Regions from separate parts of the Rattus norvegicus genome. Here region 1 is linked to region 2. Evidence: chromatin contacts called from public Hi-C data. All regions are on one chromosome and are shown on one strand. The core of a region is the stretch at or near the end of the contact, and the rest is flanking DNA. Distances in the headings are between cores, read along the strand shown.

What was found. A called contact is a pair of places that touch in the nucleus more often than the background predicts.
Region 1: a contact with region 2 is called in a Hi-C map of liver, with 5 times the contacts expected there. The contact joins the promoter of Rnf144a here to the enhancer-like site in region 2. A contact is called at or near these places in 5 of 12 Hi-C or Micro-C datasets (kidney, liver, prefrontal cortex and 1 more).

What each region holds. Positions count from the first base shown.
Region 1 is chr6:48,744,379-48,749,504 of GRCr8, reverse strand. It overlaps Rnf144a (ring finger protein 144A), which reads left to right and starts at 1,328. Exons shown (of 9, transcript NM_001082410.1): 1 at 1,328-1,416. LOC134479352 (a long non-coding RNA gene) reads right to left here and starts at 1,210. Exons shown (of 2, transcript XR_010052554.1): 1 at 754-1,210.
Region 2 is chr6:48,667,331-48,672,048 of GRCr8, reverse strand. Rnf144a (ring finger protein 144A) reads left to right here. Exons shown (of 9, transcript NM_001082410.1): 3 at 1,120-1,265. The coding sequence starts at 1,131. Among named protein-coding and RNA genes, the nearest start is that of Rnf144a, 78 kb to the left of the region's middle. Within about 2 kb of position 2,943, at least 4 of the 93 cell types and tissues checked have an H3K27ac peak or open chromatin away from gene starts, as enhancers often do. A contact at or near this core is called in liver, where this site is marked.

The DNA of each region.
Region 1 (5,126 bases), core at 79-2,578, 79 kb before region 2:
CACAGAGGGCTTCCGGAGCTTGCTGGCCAACCAAGCTAGCTGAATTAGAGGAGTTTAGGGTCATAATATAGGGTAGAGAAAGAGAAGTGAACACCCCAGCATTGCCTTTTGGCTTGCACACATACCCACGTACACATGTATACACACATATGTACCCGGGAATGTAGTAGCAGAAAGTAGAGGGTACAGAGCTTTTAATCCTGTTTTAATTCTCCAGGGGAAAACCGGAGAAGTCGAGCGAGTTAGCAAACAGAGGCTCTCCAGTCCCCTAGCCAAAGGGTGCAGTCCTCAGCTGTTTGAGCCCAAAGTGCTTGAGCAGAACATCTTAGGGGAGGGAGGGAGGGAGGGAGGGAGGGAGGGAGGGAGGGAGGGAGGGAGAGAGAGAGAGAGAGAGAGAGAGAGAGAGAGAGAGAGAGAGAGAGGATCAACCTCCCCCTCACGCCCCGCCCCCCCTCGAGCCTTCCCTAGTTAACTCTCATCTCCGGACATTCCCAGAACCTCCCAGAAATATCTTTACCAGATGGGGACCAAGCGTTCAGAACACATGCCTGTGGCGACATTTCATTCTAGCCATAATACATACTCAAAGGGTTCGCCCACTTTTGCACGTTTGACATGAATTTTCAGGAACTAACAGAGGGATTGCAAGAGAATAACTTATGGGAATTCCCATCCACTGGTGGATTTTAGGCGCTAAGAGAAAGAAACAAAATGCTGTGGCTTTTGTTTCACATATACGCCACATATACTCACGGAGCCTTAGCCTCAGGCCCGGGCCCGTTGAGAACTCTTCCATCCATTTGCTTCATCAGAACTTGGGTGAAAAGATGATTCTTTTAAAGTACCCACAGGCAGATCGCCTAGTAGGTTCTGTCAAGTTCAGAGGCTTACTATAATTTGCATAGCCAGACTACAGTAGAGGGTCCCAGATATCCCGCTGAACGATATTCCCAGTTCCTCATTGGTAGGGTCTTTTTTTTTCTTTAACACATTTCTTTGTAGCTGTTGGGACTTGCTCTTCTGGTATTGGAAGTAGGGGTACAACTTCAGGAGGTCTCATTGTACCCCCGAAAGGCACCATAAGGTCAGTAAGCTGACCTGGGTCCTCTGGCATTGGTGGGGGCTGCACAGCTGGTCCTGGTGCATGGACATTAAGGCGCCTCTGAACGGCAGGGGGCGCTGGCGTGCAAACTGGCTCTGCCTCCCGCGCCCGCGCTTTAGTGCGCGCTCGCGCCCCGTCGACCCCACGCGCAGCTCTCGGGGCGCAGGGCGGGGAGGCATAAAGGGCGCTGCGCTGCGGGGCGGGCTGCACGCGGGAGGCTGACGGGGCAGCAGCACCCGCGAGCCGGCACCGGGCGGGGCCATCGCAACCGCGCGCAAAGAGGCCGAGCGGGAGCCCGGACCGCGCGGGACCAGGTGGGTGACGCGCGCGTCCCCTTTGTGTCGGCATCGCCCGAGCGGGCCGCGCGGGACAAGGCTGTGCGGGGCTGGTTTCGGCCCCCTAACCGGTGCTGCCGGGCGGTGACCCGCGGGCTCCGGGGAGGCGATGAGGGCTCTGCTCCTTGAGTCCGCTGGGTGACGGCCGCGTCCTCCTGGCCGCTTGCACTTGGGGATCGCGCGCCACGGAGAAGTCTACAGCCGCAGGCGCGGGATGTGCTGAGCTGGAGTGGCCCGGGTGGGCGGCCGTCTGCAGGCCTTGGGTGGACTCCCGCCGTGACCTGGCCATGGGTAGAGCGAGGGCGTGGGGAAGGTCCGGTCCGTTCTAGACAGTGGCAGTCGCGAGTACCCCGCAGTGCTTAGCCGCGCCTAGCCATGGGCATGGTCCTCTGCTGGCCTCTGGCCCAGGAGTCTCGGTGTCCCTTGCACCTCTCTTTCCTGAGGAGTCCCCTCAGGACTCTCGCATTCCGTGCTCCGCATTGCTCCCGGTTTTCTGCACCGTCCCTGGAGCTCAGAGATTTAATCGCTCCTGCTAACAGAAGGCTTCCTGGCCGCCTCCGTTGCGCGGGAAGAGGCGACTTCTTCACCCTAGGCGGGTCTCTGGTGGTCGTACCTAAAGTTTGCTCTAGTTCTTGTTTGGTCTCTTTTTCAGAGAATGCTTTAAAGTATGCTTATTTTGAACAGTTATCTACAGCCTGCCTGGTGCAGGGTCAAAGGCCACATAACAAGGAGAGCTAGACAAGGCTCTGGGAACCCTTCCCACGGTTCCGTGTATTCCAGTGTCCTAGGATTAGAAGGACAGAACAATTTTGCTTAGGACACTTTTAGGAAGGAAGGACCTTCCAGGAGGGGTGTCTGGGAGACAGGTCCTTCTCCATGACCCTGGCCAGGGTGGTAGTTTAGACTGCTAAGAGATGCATAAAAACACAATAGCAGATGGAAGGAAAGGTGGTTAGGGCGCCCTAGGATAAGAGGGCAGAGACAGGGGCCGTTCTAAAGGAAGAGTTGTGGAATCAGATGACCAGTGGGGCGTAGCCAGGGTGGTGGAAAAAGCACCAGCAAAGGAATGCAGAGTGTGAAGAACCGTTCCCATGGGGTTGCCTCCGTGGCTTCCAGAGAACCAAAGTTTTGTTCCTCCTCAGTGGCACCCGTGGGCTGTACTACTTTTTCTAGTGTCTCCCACAGTTTGGCTTTTATTACATTTTAAAGACTGTTCAGGAAGTATGTGTAGAGGGGATTTTGAATTGGAGGCCAAGACTCTGGACTTGGCCTCTGTTGAGTGGGACTCCTGGGTGGTCTTGAAACAAACAGTAACTACTTCATGCTTCAGGGTGACTGTGGCAGTGTTAAAGGGCCAGGTGCCCCCCCCTCCCCCGTGGGGTTTTAAGTCAGGCACCACCCTTTGCCATACATACCTATTTTGTGTTCCAGGGTTCCATGTGACCCTCCTGGGAAAATGGGTGCATGGAACTCAGTTGGACTAGGAGGGACATTTTCTGGACCCAACACAATTTGAATTCTGGAGTTAACATTTTGATATATTCACTCGTCTTTAGTTTTTATAGTGAGGTTTTTGTAGGCTCTCTAGGGCAGGCTGACCTGGAACTCCTGAGGGAGCCGAACATGACCTTGAACTTTTCCAGTTTGCACCAATGGAGTACTGGAGTGAATGCAATGGACCACTATCATCAGTGTATGCATAACAAGGGGCCTGGTGAATGGGAACGGTAGGCAAATATTCCCCTGAGCTACATCTCCAGCTCCTGGAGTTCATTTTCCTAAAGACATCCCAGTTCTCACATCGGCGCCTCCCACCCCGGTCAAGGGGAACTACTGAAAGATAAATTACTGAAAGAACACGCGGACGGAATTAGACGTCCACAGGCCACAAAGCTGTGGGAGCTATGCTTATACTTTACAGGCGTCTTTCAAAATTCTTGTTTGCAAGCTTGCAGTGCCTGTTTCCAAACTGTTCCTAGACTACGTGGCTTCTCCTGGGGGCCTTATTGTGGCTTTGGAAAAGATACCACACACTGTTTTACCAGTGCTGCCTATGTTCAGAGCTAACGTGCTGTCCTGCTTGCAGCAGTAGGGCCCCAAGCCAGGAGCCACGTTGCCTGACTGAGAGTGCTGTTTTTTCCACTGTGGTTCCTGACTTGGCCTGGCTGCCTCCTTTTGTTCAAACATCTCCTAGAGGCTTTTTTCTATAGGGGCAGGGAGAGCCTTCGAAGCCTGTCCTGAGACACTGAGAGTCATGGATATAGATGGGTCCTCAGTCCTTCTCTATGACCATAAGGGCACTGTAGCTAAGGAGAGGCAATCAGGTGCCTTGGCCACATGGGGTTGGGGTGGATTTGTTCTGAGTATCTGTGACCCTTTCCCTCTTCTCTTCTTGGAATAGGTCTGGGCTGTCAATGCTTTCCTGAGAGCTATTTGGGAGAATGTTCATTTGACATAGCAGCACCCCTACTCACCTGGAATGTTTCCAGATTGAGGCTGAGTTAGAGGCTTGCAGAGTGGGCTCCTCTGAGGAAGGTGGACTGTCAACTATTATACTTCTCCTGGGTCTTTGTGGAAGATGTCCTTCATTCCTTTTAGACTGGAGAAGTTATTTGAGGTTAGCCTTTTTTTTTTTTTTTTTTTTTTTGGTTTGGGTTTCCCAATCATCGATACACATGGATAGTTTTTCTTAATTAGCTCAAGAAATTAATTGAAGCCACTGTTCACACGTCTGCAGGGCATTTGTTCCCAGCCGTGCTCCCACCCAGATGTCTGACCTTGGCAAGTATCTGCTTGTCTGGATAGCCCTAAAATGTTGGCCCAGATGTTCTCATAGGTCCAGGAGCAAAGCTGTGTTGAGGCAGGAGCATTTCTAGATTTCTAGAGGAATCAATGCTACAGAATGACCTACAGATACAGCCAATGGTGTGGCCACTCACAAGGAAGAGGTGTGTTTTCAACTCTGGATGGTTTCAACTCTGGAGAGAGAGAGAGAGAGATGTGAGCTTTGGGGAGGCTCCTGCAGCATCACAGATAACACTTTACTAGCTGTGAAAGCTAAAAGGGCCTTCTTTCTATTCTGCAGAACCGTGGAAGGCTTGCTCTAGAGCAGTGATTCTCAGACCCGTTTGGGGGTAGAATGACTGTTTCACAGGGTCTCATATCAGATATCCTGTATACCAGATACTTATAATTCATAACAGCAAAACTACAGTTACAAGGTAGCAATGAAAATGATTTTATGGTTGGGGTCACCACAACATGAGGAACCTTTATTAAAGGGTTTCAGCATTAGAAAGGTTGAGAACCACCACTCTCGAGTGTGAGTTTATAAGCTCGATGCAGTATCACAGGGAGGGAGAGTCAACTTCCTGCTTGCCTGAAGTCATGCGTGTCAGTTCATGTTTGATTGTGCGCTATGCTATATGTCTGGTGCAGGAAGTGGAGCAGACAGGGGTATATCCATTAAGTTTCATGTGTAGGTATTGAGTGTCATGTGGATCATAGATGCAGCCCTCATACCCACGGGGCAGGTATATGGTCTACTCCCACATGATGCGGGCAAGCATAATCTGAGGTCTCACAGGGTACATGTGGAAGCTGGGCCTTGATCTTAGAAGTCTACAGAACATTAAGAGTGTGTGACCTTGATCTACAGTGTAAAGAGCCAGAAGCGAAGACAGGAGCAG
Region 2 (4,718 bases), core at 1,694-4,193:
TGAGGCAAGGGGGAAGAGCTGAGTGTTCAGGCGCTAGAGATCTTCTCTGAAATCTTAACCGAGTGCTATTTAGTCCAAAGTGGTTGGCAATCACAACATAAGTAACTGTATTAAAGGGTTACACTGTTAGGAAGGTTGAGAACTACAGTCTTAGAGTGATAAAGCCATGTTGCTCCTGTGAATGGTTCCTAGCATGGCTTTGGGCAGCAGGCTACTAGAATCACAAAGCACACATGGACTTAAGTGTCCTGTGTACCCGGTAAGTACATGGTACTTAAAATCAAGTGGCAAGGGCTCAGAGTGAGAAGTAAGGTGTTCCAATGCAAGGATTTGTTTATGCAACAAAAGGGCGATCTTGGAGAGGATGCTTAGACCTGGGAGCTTGAAGGTCTACCTCTTCCCTTTCTCCGTGGTCCCCTCGGCTGTGTCGCTCACCTTGGATGTTCACGCAGCGAGCAGGGGTAAAGCAGCATAGCCGGTGTGTAGCAGGCAAACACAGATGAGCAGGAGAATCAGCCATAGGCCTCTTGGGATGTGGCAGGGCAAGTCCTGGGGGTTGGGAGTGAGCATCGCTGAAGGATGGTTGTATGCATTTGATTTCCTTAAGTGAACCTGACTGTCAAAGAGCATCGCTGTCCAGAGCCGAATGTTCTTGAAAATGGGGTTTCTTAAGCAGCACACGGGGATGGAGGTGTTACTGGTTGTCCACTGGGGAAGCTGTGTCTCTTGTGAGGATGAGAAGGGCCTGAGAGATGGGCTTCATTAGGTCCTTTCCCTCAGATGTTTCGTGTCAAACACAAGAAGGAAGTATCTTAGCCAGCCTTCCGTGCTTGCTAAACGTCACCAACACACTCCTATCAAATGCATCTCGGAGGCTTAAGGATGGGTGGGTGTGGTCTGTTTCAATCTTGAGGTTTAACACCAGAATGTAAAATAGCCACCCTCATACCTGAGACAAGAATCCCTGGAAAAACCTCCTCAGAGGAACTGGTCTCCATCCACAGCCACTTGCTGTCCCCTCCCTAACGCCATCCCACCATAACCGGGAGATGGAATTCTCGCCGTGTTTCTATGGAAGCCACAGGAGGAGGACCTGAGTGTGTATGTCTCTCATTTCAGACTGTTCTGCGATGACCACTGCAAGATATCGGCCCACCTGGGACCTGGCCCTCGACCCCCTGGTGTCCTGCAAGCTGTGCCTCGGGGAGTACCCAGCGGAGCAGATGACAACCATTGCCCAGTGCCAGTGTATCTTCTGTACCCTGGTTGGTCACTTGCCTCGAGCCATATTCAAGGAACTTGTTGCTCTCACTTCCAGACATACCAAGCCTCCCTTGGGACTAAAGGTGGTGGGAGCCTAAGTGTATACCCAGACTCCCACACATATGGGAAGAATTCCTCTGTAAGTCAGGCAGGTGGCTGGAGTAGAAGTTTTGCATGACAGTTGCTGGTGGCACACAAGCTATCTCTTAAGAGGGATTGTAGTATCTGCTGGGACAAGGAAAATGCCCAACACAGCACACATTCTTCTTGCCAGACAGGAGGGCTTTCCCACACCTCGTTTTCAGTTTATTGATGAGTCCACATTTGACACTGTGGCTGGGCTAACCTGAGAACCGTCGTGCGTAGGGAGGATACATAGCCATCATTAGTGTTATTTCTCCCTGCTGGATGCGGCATGACTATGTCTACTGCTGGAGGCCTAATTTTCTTACACTGCACCCAGAATCTCTCGAGGCCAGTGACCTGTTCTCAGTATGAGTGTAGAGATTGCTGACTTGAGAAGTTTGGGTTTGAGTCTAATTCAGACATGAATTTTTCTTTTTGTTTCATTTTTGTGCGTGTAGATGTATGTGTATCTGCTCTCTTTCTCTCTAAGAGTGTGCGTGCGTGCGTGCGTGCATGCGTGCGTATTAATGTAGGCCAGAAGAAGGCATCAGATCCTCTAGGGCTGGAGTTATGGGCAATGTAAGCCAGTGATGTGGGTTCTGGGAAGAAAAGCAAGTACTCTTAACAGCTGAGCCATCTCTCTAGTCCGAAACTTAGAATTTTTATCCATCATAAAAGAAAACAACAACAAAAACTTAACAGAAAAAAAGTGTTTTAAAAACTGAAAAAAATAATATTTACTCATTTTTTCCGATCCTCCACGCCCGGCACAGAAGGAAACATAGATGGAGTAGATAGGACAAGGCGGTGTTGATCAGAGGGTGCGGCCGAGCGCGGTTGTGTGACGACGTGACGGGTGGGTTAGCATGCTGTACAGAGTGTGCAGGTGTGCTCTCTCAGCTTAGGCAAATACGAGCAGCTACCGCAGTAAACCCAAGGTCAAAAGGACACGATACGCGCTTTATTGATTACTTCAGAATGTTTGCCGTCGGGTCTGGGGAACTGGCTCATTACGGGCAGGGCCTTCCAAATGTGAATGCCTGAGTTCAGGTTATCGGAACCCACACAAACCCAAGGGCATAGCATGAACCTATGCAATCTGAGTGTCCCTACCAGGAGGTGGGAGGTGGCGACAGGAGGGTCCCTAGAAACTCATGGGCCACCCAGCCTGGCTTCCACGGAGGAATAACAGTGAAGGCTCCATGTCTGAGGCAAAATGGAAGGTGAGGGTCTGCATCTGAGGTTGTCCTCTGCACACACCCATGTTCACATATAGGAATTCACACACACACACACACACACACACAAACACGCGCGCGCATGAAAACATCACCTCAGTCGCCTTAAACACGCTGTTTGTGTTTGTCAGTTAGATATCAATAAGGCTGAATGTCAAAATGAAACACTGCAGTTGCTTTCAAAGGTACAGAAGTGGGGAGGGAACTCTCTTTAGACTGTTCTTTGAAACAAACAAACAAATGAACCGATCACTTCTGATTTTGAAAGCCATTCTGACTGCAGAGTTGGGCAGTTGCCTGTGGAACTGAGATGAGAACTTGGCCGCAAGTCTTTCCTACCTCCCTGCCCTGAGGGACTTCACTCTCCTGCCCAGGGCCTGCACCCTGTTTCATTTAGGCCTTCAGATCCAGGAGCCTGAGCCTGAAGCCCACAGCACCTCATACCCAGCTGGCCCTAGGCTCAGAAGCAAGGAGACTTTGTGGTTCATTATGTATCCCCTCAACGGGTAGCTTAGTGCAGGACTCATAATAGCTAATCAATAAAGGCTCAGGACATGAACCAAAGTGATTTGATCTTGAACCTGGAGCTCACATTCAAAGACAGGTGCCTCATTAAAGCCCCAGGAAAAACTAACATCAACCTGCTAGGGAGGAAATTGCTTTTGATGTTTTCAGAAGGAAGGGGAGGACTGGGGAGGCTGGAGACTAGAAAAAGATGGACTTACTCTCTCCATCTGATTAATGCACTGAACAAGGCTCAGATCTCAGCCAGTGCATGAGCTAGGACTAGGGCTTGTCAAGTTGGGCTTAAAAAAAATTAGCTTTCTGCAGAGTGCTTCCCTATTGCCGGAAGGGGCATTATTACAGTTCCCACCAGTCCCTAACGCCCATCTATTCTGATTGCCTTTGGGTGCATCCGCTTCTCTCCAGTCACCTGGAGCTGTCAGAGCGGCAGTATGCTCTTTCCTCCTGAAACACCCTGCTTCCTGCCTTCGTGCCAAACCTTTCATTTCATTGTTGTTTTTGTTTCCATGTCTAGAGGATTCTTGTAAAACAAACAAACAACCCTAACAGGTGCCAAAGGCTCCAAGGGATGTGAGATGCGGCCACCACTTTCTCAAGGAAGCCAGGCCAGCAGTACCAAGGAGCAGTGTAATTCTGTGGAAGCTGTGACTTTCTCCCCTGTGGCTGTGGATGTTGAAGATAAGCATCTTGTTTGCAGCTCTGGGGTAGAAGCAATAGGGGCGCCCATATGTTGGCAGAGAAGGCTAAGAAGTGCCAATATGCCAAGCCAGTTGTACATCACCTCCTCTGCTGGGGTCCCTGGGGTCACACCAGCACGGACAAGCCGTAGAGAAGCTAGGGCTCTTGATCAGACAGACGGGAAAGCAAGACAAGTGTGTCACACTGGAAGAAGGTGTCGTGCTTCTAGACAGCTGCACAGGGATTAGTAACATTTGATCCAGAGAAGGAAGATGTTGGCCCACAAGGTTGTGTGGTTCAGAATGGCCCCTGTAACTCGCTGTTGTGTGAGGACTGTGAATCACTGCCCAGCTGTGGAGTGATAGGTTTGACTCCTTACCTTCTGTGGTCTCCACAGCTAGGAACCTGGGCTGTCTCTGATCACCAAGACTTACCAGCTTTGTCTCTTTTCTGTCACTGCCAGCACCTTCCCATTCTCACCCGAGTCTCTGTGGTGCATACCAGCTACTCGTTGCTGTGTTTTATAAGAACGAAAAAGAAGCCAGGGATATGTTTGGTGGAGGTGTGGTTTGGTGCGGGGGAAGGGGGTGCCTCTGTTGGCCCATGCTGGGCCATCCCTTCCCACTGAGGGACCAGCCACATGATGGATGATGTGGCATAGGATAGAGTTTATTTAGGATATGGGGAAGGGAGTTGAATAGGAGAGAGAAGGGGGGAAGACGGAGGGAGGGGGCGAGAGAGAGAGAGAGAGAGAGAGAGAGAGAGAGAGAGAGAGAGAGTATTGTAGTAGAAGACGGGGGAGAATGGGAAGAGAAGGGACAGGGAGGGAAGAGAGGAAGGGATTAAGAAGAGCAAGAGAGTGAGGAGGGGTTTGCTTTTATAGTGAGT